2 separate regions of the Zea mays genome follow, and region 2 is linked to region 1. A link is a contact called in public Hi-C data. All regions are on one chromosome and are shown on one strand. The core of a region is the stretch at or near the end of the contact, and the rest is flanking DNA. Distances in the headings are between cores, read along the strand shown. Region 1 holds the start of LOC100216833. Region 2 holds the start of LOC100272939 (ku70-binding protein).

Region 1 (3,720 bases), core at 1,040-3,539:
TTCTTCAACGTTCTAACCTGTTTGATTCGCATCTTACCGGTGATAGTCCACCAGTCACTTTCTCTGTCAATGGACACACGTACAACATGGGATATTACCTAGCAGATGGTATTTATCCGGACTGGCCAGCGTTTGTCAAGACAATCCGTCACCCGTATGATGTCAGGACACAACACTTTGCCACTATTCAAGAGTCCGCTAGAAAAGACATTGAAAGAACATTTGGAGTACTACAGAAGCGATGGGCCATAGTTCGTGGTCCTGCATATGGTTGGTCTCCACAACACATTGGAGACATCATGAAAACTTGCATCATCTTGCACAACATGATCGTAGAAGATGAAGGTCCTTCGTCTTTGAACACAAGCTTCGACAACATCGGAGTCTTGGCCGACACCTCTCATGGTTCCATGTCCGAGCGCAATGAGTTCATAAACAATAGGTACGACCAACTACATGATGCAGTTAAATATAATCAGTTGCAGGTTGATCTAATCCACCACCACTGGGCGCGGCTTGGATCGGGAGCTACTTAAGTATGTAGTTTATGTTAGTACCATCAATAAAATGTCGTAGTGTCATGTGTAATGTCGTATGTTCTGTTTGTCTGAAGGTAGTATGCAGTAATGTCCTAGGTTATGTTTGTCCCAAGCTATTATGTGTAATGGTGGAATGCAACTACTGCAATATGATGAAGCAAGTCTACTATTTGTATGCAACAACATTATTGTACAACCCCTACAATGCACAAGTGCAGAAACATAAACTTGTTCTTCATTCTCAGAAAAATGACAAGTGCAGAAACATAAACTTGTTCTCCAAACCATGACACAACAGGAAAATGTCAAGTGCACAAGTGCTGTAAATAAACTTGTTTTCGAAAACAACTAACATTACTTCCTCAAACACTACAATGTCTTCATGAACATTCACTTGCTTGACGACGAGCTTCCAGTCACCCTTGCCAGAATCTCCTGTTGTTTCGCCTCATAGTACTGTCGAAGGAGGGGGTTACATTTTGTCAAATCCATGCTCAATATCAGTACCTCATGTTCCGTCTCCTCCTTCACCTTTTGTCGTTCCATCTTCATCTTCTCTAGATTAAGCTTCTTCCTCTCCAATATGAGTTTCTGCCTCTCCTGTTTCTTCATGAACTCCAACTTCTTCTCCTCAGTTGAAGCTACTGATTTGTACACAGATAACCGTTCCAAAGAAAGCTCACCCATCCGTGTTAGATACTCCGAATCAGTGGATGATGTGTTCTCTGATCTTTGCTTCTTTGCCTTTTCCTTGGCTGAATCACGACCAAGCGGTCTCTTCGAAGTAAAACTTGATGGAGCTGAGTCTTCACCACCATCTAAGTCAATAGTATTGGATTGGGTTCCAATAGGGTTCGGTGGAGGAATCTGGTTACCCATGTGCTGGTCCATCCATTTTGGTTGATCCTTCAATATGGACCAACAATGTAAGAAATGGAAGGGCTTCTTTTCAACAGCAGCAAACCGAGTAGCCGCAAGAGATGTCTGCAAAACATATAATGCATTTACTCAAACCGCTGGGATGTAGTAAAGTACATTGATGAAGAACATATGCAAAATACAACATACAATTTTTCTCTTCGGATGTGGAGCACCGGAGCTAGTGGAAGCCGATGAAGATGGCGGCGACGAGATGCGCTTGCGTTTCTGCGCACCTTCCTTCGTCGGCGCCGTGGATCTTCTCAGCTTCTTCGCGATGGCGGTTCGACGGCGACGAACACCGACGGTTGCACCGGACCCTTGGATCTCGGTCTCCTCGCGGGCCACCTCCTTGCCTCCAACCACCGAGAGCGGTCCGCCGCCGGACCCGCTCGAGCACGGCCGCTTTGAGCCCAGCTTGCCCGGCTCCGCCGACGAGCCGCGCCGCGAGGCCCCCTCGCCGAGATGAATCGAAGTCGCCAGCGACGGGACTACAGCGCGCTCGAATTTTTCACCCCCGCGCGAGCCCGACGACTCGCCCGGATAGCGCACGTCTCCAAGTCTCCACATCTAGGGTGCGTGCGGCGTCCTCTAAATTTTAGAGTGTCATTTAGAGGACCTTGCTGGGCGCCTAGAGGAGGCTTCTGAACTCTAAATTTAGAGTACAGAACGCTTTACAGTGCGTTGTTGGAGCTAGCCTTAGACTCGTGCTAGCACAACTTTGCTAAACAACGTTTTTAATCCTTACCGTTCATTCTATGATCTGACGGCTGTACAGAGCCGGGAGATTTTGAACCGTAACCGAGGCCGAGGGCCGACCGGCCGAGAGAAACACCGACCCGACCGAACTCAACTCGTTCTCGACCCGAAGCCCCAAATCCCTCTCAGAAAACCCTTCCCTCCCGATGGCAACCGCCGCCACCGCCATGGTGGTACCCGAGCAGCCGCGCCGCCGGAAGCCGGCCCCGGGGCGCGGGGGAGTGGCCCTCCCTGCGGGTCTCTCGGAGGAGGAGGCCAGGGTGCGGGCCATCGCCGAGATTGTCTCGGCGATGGGGGAGCTCTCGCGGCGCGGGGAGGACGTGGACCTCAACGCGCTCAAGTCCGCCGCGTGCCGGAGATACGGTCTGGCGCGAGCGCCCAAGCTGGTGGAGATGATCGCTGCCGTGCCCGAGGCCGACCGCGCCGCGCTGCTGCCGCGGTTGCGCGCTAAGCCCGTGCGCACGGCGTCGGGTATCGCCGTCGTCGCCGTCATGTCGAAGCCGCACCGTTGCCCCCACATCGCTACCACCGGTAACATCTGTGTCTACTGCCCGGGCGGTCCCGACTCCGACTTCGAGTACAGCACGCAATCCTACACTGGATACGAACCCACCAGCATGCGTGCCATTCGGGCAAGGTAATTTCACTGGAGTGCATTGGTGTCCATGCTTCCTTTAACTGCTTTTATTTAAACTTTTCTGTACCTAGGAGTGCAGTGACTTCGTGTTTGTGTTACAGACTTACAGTTGTGATAGCATCGCAGAAGAATCTGTTAGACAGCCTGTAAAGCATGCTTCAAATCATGTCTTAGTTCATAAAATCCATTACAGACTGCCTGCATTAGATACGGAACATTTTACTGAAAATAAGGCCCGTTTGGATCTATTAGTCCTAGAACTAAAGTTTAGTCCAGGGACAGTCCAGGGACTGGGACTAAACAGATTCTCAACACATTAAATGTGGTATACAAAGACTGAAATACCCCTTGCCTTATTTGTGGTGTACGGCACCAATGGAAAAAGTGAGGGCAACAAGTGGAAAAGGTGCCCTTTTGTCCCTTTTAGCACCTATTTGAGGGACTAGAGACTAAAACCAATTAGTCTCTAATTTAGTCCTTCCGTTTGGCAAAAAAAAGATTAAGGGCCTGTTCGTTTTTCACGGATTGAAGGCCTGGAACAGTTCCTGGCCGGATTGTTTCTCTAATTTATGTAAGTTTTGATAAGTTGGAATAAATCCTGGTCTAATCCTGGACAAACGAACGGGCCCTAAATGGGACAAAACCAGGGACTAATCTTTAGTCCCTCTAACCAAACGGGCCCTAAGTACACATGCTGACCAAACTTGTAAGAACTGTGAATAAAGTTCTCTATTTGGCTGCCTGTTGCTTGTTAAACCCATTATGTAACTAGCTTGTGTGATCTTTTTTTCTCGCTTGGCTGCCTGTTGCATGCCTCCCCCCTACATTTCAGCTATACAGATTTTGTCTCCCTTTTCTCTTCATGCC
Region 2 (3,873 bases), core at 1,257-3,756, 320 kb after region 1:
GACTAACTAGTTTGCTCTAAATTATAAGTTCTACAGGTGTCAAAGGTTCAACACAAACCAATAAAAAGTCCAAGAAAGGGTTCAAATAAAAAGGAGCAAAAGAAACCGAAGGCAGCAGTGGTCTGGCGCACCGAACTGTCCGGTGCACCAGGGTGAATCCACTCGAACTGCTCAGCTTCGGGTTTCTGAAAATGCCACTTCACTATAATTCACTGGACTGTCCGGTGTAGCACCGGACTATCCGGTGTGCCATGCGGAGCAACGGCTACTGCGCCAACGGTCGGGTTCAACGGTCGGCCGACAACGCTACAGTGCAGACTGCGCGCGCAGAAGTCAGAGCAGGCGCCAGAAGGCGCACCGGACAGTGAACAGTGACTGTCCGGTGCACCACCGGACTGTCCGGTGGCCCCACTTGTCAAAGCTCCAACGATCGGGTGACGTGGCTGGCGCACCGGACTGTCCGGTGCGCCCATCGACAGCAGCCTTCACCAACGGCCATTTTGGTGGTTGGGGCTATAAATACCCCCCAACCACCACACTTCAAGGCATCCAAGTTTTTCAACCATCACATTCAATACAAGAGCTCTAGACTTCACTCCAAGACACAAAAGCAAAGTTCATTATCCTCTCCAAGTCCCAAACACATTCCAAAGATTTAGTGGCTTGTGAGAGAGAGACATTTGTGTTCATGTGAGTTGTTGTCGCTTGGATCGCTTTTCTTCTTCCCATTCTTGTTCTCAACACCATTGTAATCAAAGCAAGAGACACCAATTGTGTGGTGGTCCTTGTGGGGGTCTAAGTGACCCATTTGATTGAGGAGAAAAGCTCACTCGGTCTAGGTGACCGTTTGAGAGAGGGAAAGGGTTGAAAGAGACCCGGTCTTTGTGACCACCTCAACAGGGAGTAGGTTTGCAAAAACCGAACCTCGGTAAAACAAATCATCATGTCACACTCTTCATTTGCTTGTGATTTATTTTCGCCCTCTCTTTCGGACTCGCTTTTATTTTTAACGCTAATCCAATGAGAACTAGTGGGGAGTAACAACTCTCTAGTAATCCAAGGATAATAAACTGAATCCTGCATATATATTTTTTCTATGTGTTTGAACTAATTCATGTGAAATTGCTATACTATTCATGTGTTCTAAAGGAGCCCTAAAACTGATCGGTTGCTTCATCAAACAATGTGTCATGTAATTTAGGGTTTGAAATGCAAATATTCTGGTCAAGCAAGTAATTCCAACGAATAGCGCCATGAATGGCATGAAAAGACAGGATGATAAAATGGAGGGAGAAAAAAATAAACACGTTCACGTCGTGTACGGTGTAGCATGCCCGACGTCCCAGAAATGCAGAAAGGCGTGCCATGAAATAGCAGGAAATTTTCTTCGAGAAGAACGAAAAAGGCGAGAGAGAACTTTCCGCTGGACGTGTGCCGTGCGGCGTCTCTGACGTGGCAGGATCATGGCATGACCATCGCCAGAAACCTACCGTTGCAGGAGCAGGGGCATGAAAGGCTACGCCTACGCCATAGCCCATAGGGGCAGGGGCAAGGGCGCCGTGCTGTGCATTGTGCACTAGAGTAAATTCATCGCACGTCCAATCGAAATAAAGTTGGCTCACCCTTTGACCGGAATGAACATTCTTCTCTGTTATTCCTCTGTCCAAAGGAAGAAGAAAACCCAGCCTAGTTTTATTTCGCCCTTCAAGTAGTAAATTATTATAATTTATAAACAATAAGCCCTGCGCAGAGCAGTAGCAGAAGAACTTAGCTAGGGTCTACACTACACAACGCCTAACAACCCCGGAACGTACACTTCCCTCGATCGACAGGGTATAGATGATGACTTGATGAGCTAGCCGAGTAGCTGCTGCTGTGATATGGTGCGCCATCATTAAGCATGGCCAGCTTTATTTTACGTTGTTGCTCTCTACAAACCGAGCGCTTAACAAGGGCCAAAACGTACGTGCTGTACTGTACTCCCACATGCAATCACTGATGCCGGCTATATAGAGATAGAGAGAGTCAGAGAGAGCATCGATGATTGGGTTTCTGGGCACCGTGCCGAAAGCCTCGCTCCCAAAAAGATTCTCAGCTCCTAGAGCTAGCTTGCTGCCTGCGACTGCGTGGACGGAGCCAGCAGGTTTGCACGGCCTCCCTTGCGTTCTTGAGCAACGAGAAGGGCCGGCTGGATTCGCGCGTGTTTGGCGCGCCACGTGCATGCGCCCCACCGTGCGTGCCATGCCGTCCGGTTCCGGTGTGTGTTCCGGATCGATCGCCGCGCGCGGCAGAAGAAGACGCAGATAAACAAAAAAAGTTGCTTCTGCTACGCGTGTGCCCCGCCCCGCCCGAGACGACAGACCAGAGAGGTTTTTGTTTTGTCCCAGTCCCAGTGCGGTTGCTTAGCTTAAACAAGTGCAAGCTGCTGCTCTCGATTAGCTGCTCTCGGGATAAAAAACATCATCTACTACTTGCAGGCCCATTGCAGTATACCGTTAAGTTTCCGGCCCAACAACCTTTCCGACTGGCCCAAACCAACTCCCAAGTCCCATCCCAACCGAGGCGACGCAGCCGCCGCCGGCTGAACCTAAACCCCTCGACGCAGCCGCCGCCGGCGTAGGGGAGAGGGGCACGGGCACGGCACGGGGACGGAAATGGCGGAGGGGAACGGCGGCAGTCGCGCCGAGGCTGGCGTCCGCGAGTCCTCCGAGCCCTCGCCGAAGCGCTCCTCGATCCCCGCCATGCCGCACGAAGAATGCGTCGAGGGCATCCGCTCCGCGCTCAAACGTACGCGCGCCCCGCAGCCGGCACCACCACCACCACCACGGCGGCGGATTCTTCCTCTCTACCTTTCCTCTTTGGTCTCGACTCTCGAGGCCACCGCGTGTCACCCTCCGTGCGCTGACCCCGCCTGTCGATCCGCCGCGCAGATCCCACGGTGCGGTTCCTGAGGGAGCGGATGGAGAGTGCCGGGTGCCTGGTGTGGCCGCGCCTCATCCGGGCGGCGACCTGCTCCTCCGCCGGCGGCTACGCTAGCCAGCAAGGGGTATGCTTCCACTTCCTTTCCTTGTCTTCTGCTTCGGAAAGGATCGTCGCCACTTATTTGATAGGGTGTAGTAATAATAAGTACAAGGCTACAAGCTTGCGTTGACCAACAGCGCTGCCGCTGTTCATCTGTTTGGATCTTCTCTTCACGACTACGAAATAGGAGTGCAACCAACATCCGTTCTAGTGGGACGTGCTACGAACAAATAGTCTTCGTTTTGGCATATGACAGTGCTTTTAGCTGCATTTCATATGACTGTTGCATGCTACTTCAGCTCAGGATTGCCAACCATACTGCTCACGATTTTCCATCTCAAAATCTGATATGCCAAAAGTGTGATATCTCATCTCAAAAATATAAAAAAAAGGCGTAAGAGCTAGTGATGGAGTCTGTTGGACACTTGGCCTCGCTTACAAGCTTGATTGACTGTTCCTTTATAAATGCAGTACATCTTCGATATCTATGTTCATTGTATTACCAATTGGCAACTTATTGCATATAGTTAGAGACTAAAGAACCTATGCTATTGTTAGTTCTTGGGACGCTGCTTAATTTGCTGAAAACTTGCATATAGTTTCTGTAAGATGTATGGGTCTTCTACTTGCAACACATTAGTAAATCTCATGGTTCACTTGGATATGGCACTCTTTTTTTTTCTCAGTAATATTGTAACTATGTGCTTATGTGTTCGTCAGAAGAAGAAAAAAACACTGGGTTCTTTAATGCTTTGATTCATTTGTGATACGTATTACTCTATTTTTCCTAGTCGATTACTAATGGCACATTGCAGAATAGGCTTAATTTTGCGATGGTTGTGTCCAGATACA

Evidence for each region. Hi-C and Micro-C count contacts between places; a contact is called where the count stands out from the background.
Region 2: a contact with region 1 is called in a Hi-C map of tassel, with 2.3 times the contacts expected there. The contact joins the promoter of LOC100272939 here to the promoter of LOC100216833 in region 1. A contact is called at or near these places in 3 of 25 Hi-C or Micro-C datasets (ear, leaf mesophyll and tassel).

What each region holds. Positions count from the first base shown.
Region 1 is chr2:38,106,627-38,110,346 of Zm-B73-REFERENCE-NAM-5.0, forward strand. It overlaps LOC100216833, which reads left to right and starts at 2,290. Exons shown (of 9, transcript NM_001143227.1): 1 at 2,290-2,853. The coding sequence starts at 2,363. It overlaps LOC103648563 (protein ALP1-like), which reads left to right. Exons shown (of 2, transcript XM_008673013.3): 2 at 1-714. The coding sequence ends at 536.
Region 2 is chr2:38,424,593-38,428,465 of Zm-B73-REFERENCE-NAM-5.0, forward strand. LOC100272939 (ku70-binding protein) reads left to right here and starts at 2,507. Exons shown (of 5, transcript NM_001147391.1): 1 at 2,507-2,787; 2 at 2,931-3,046; 3 at 3,869-3,873. The coding sequence starts at 2,655.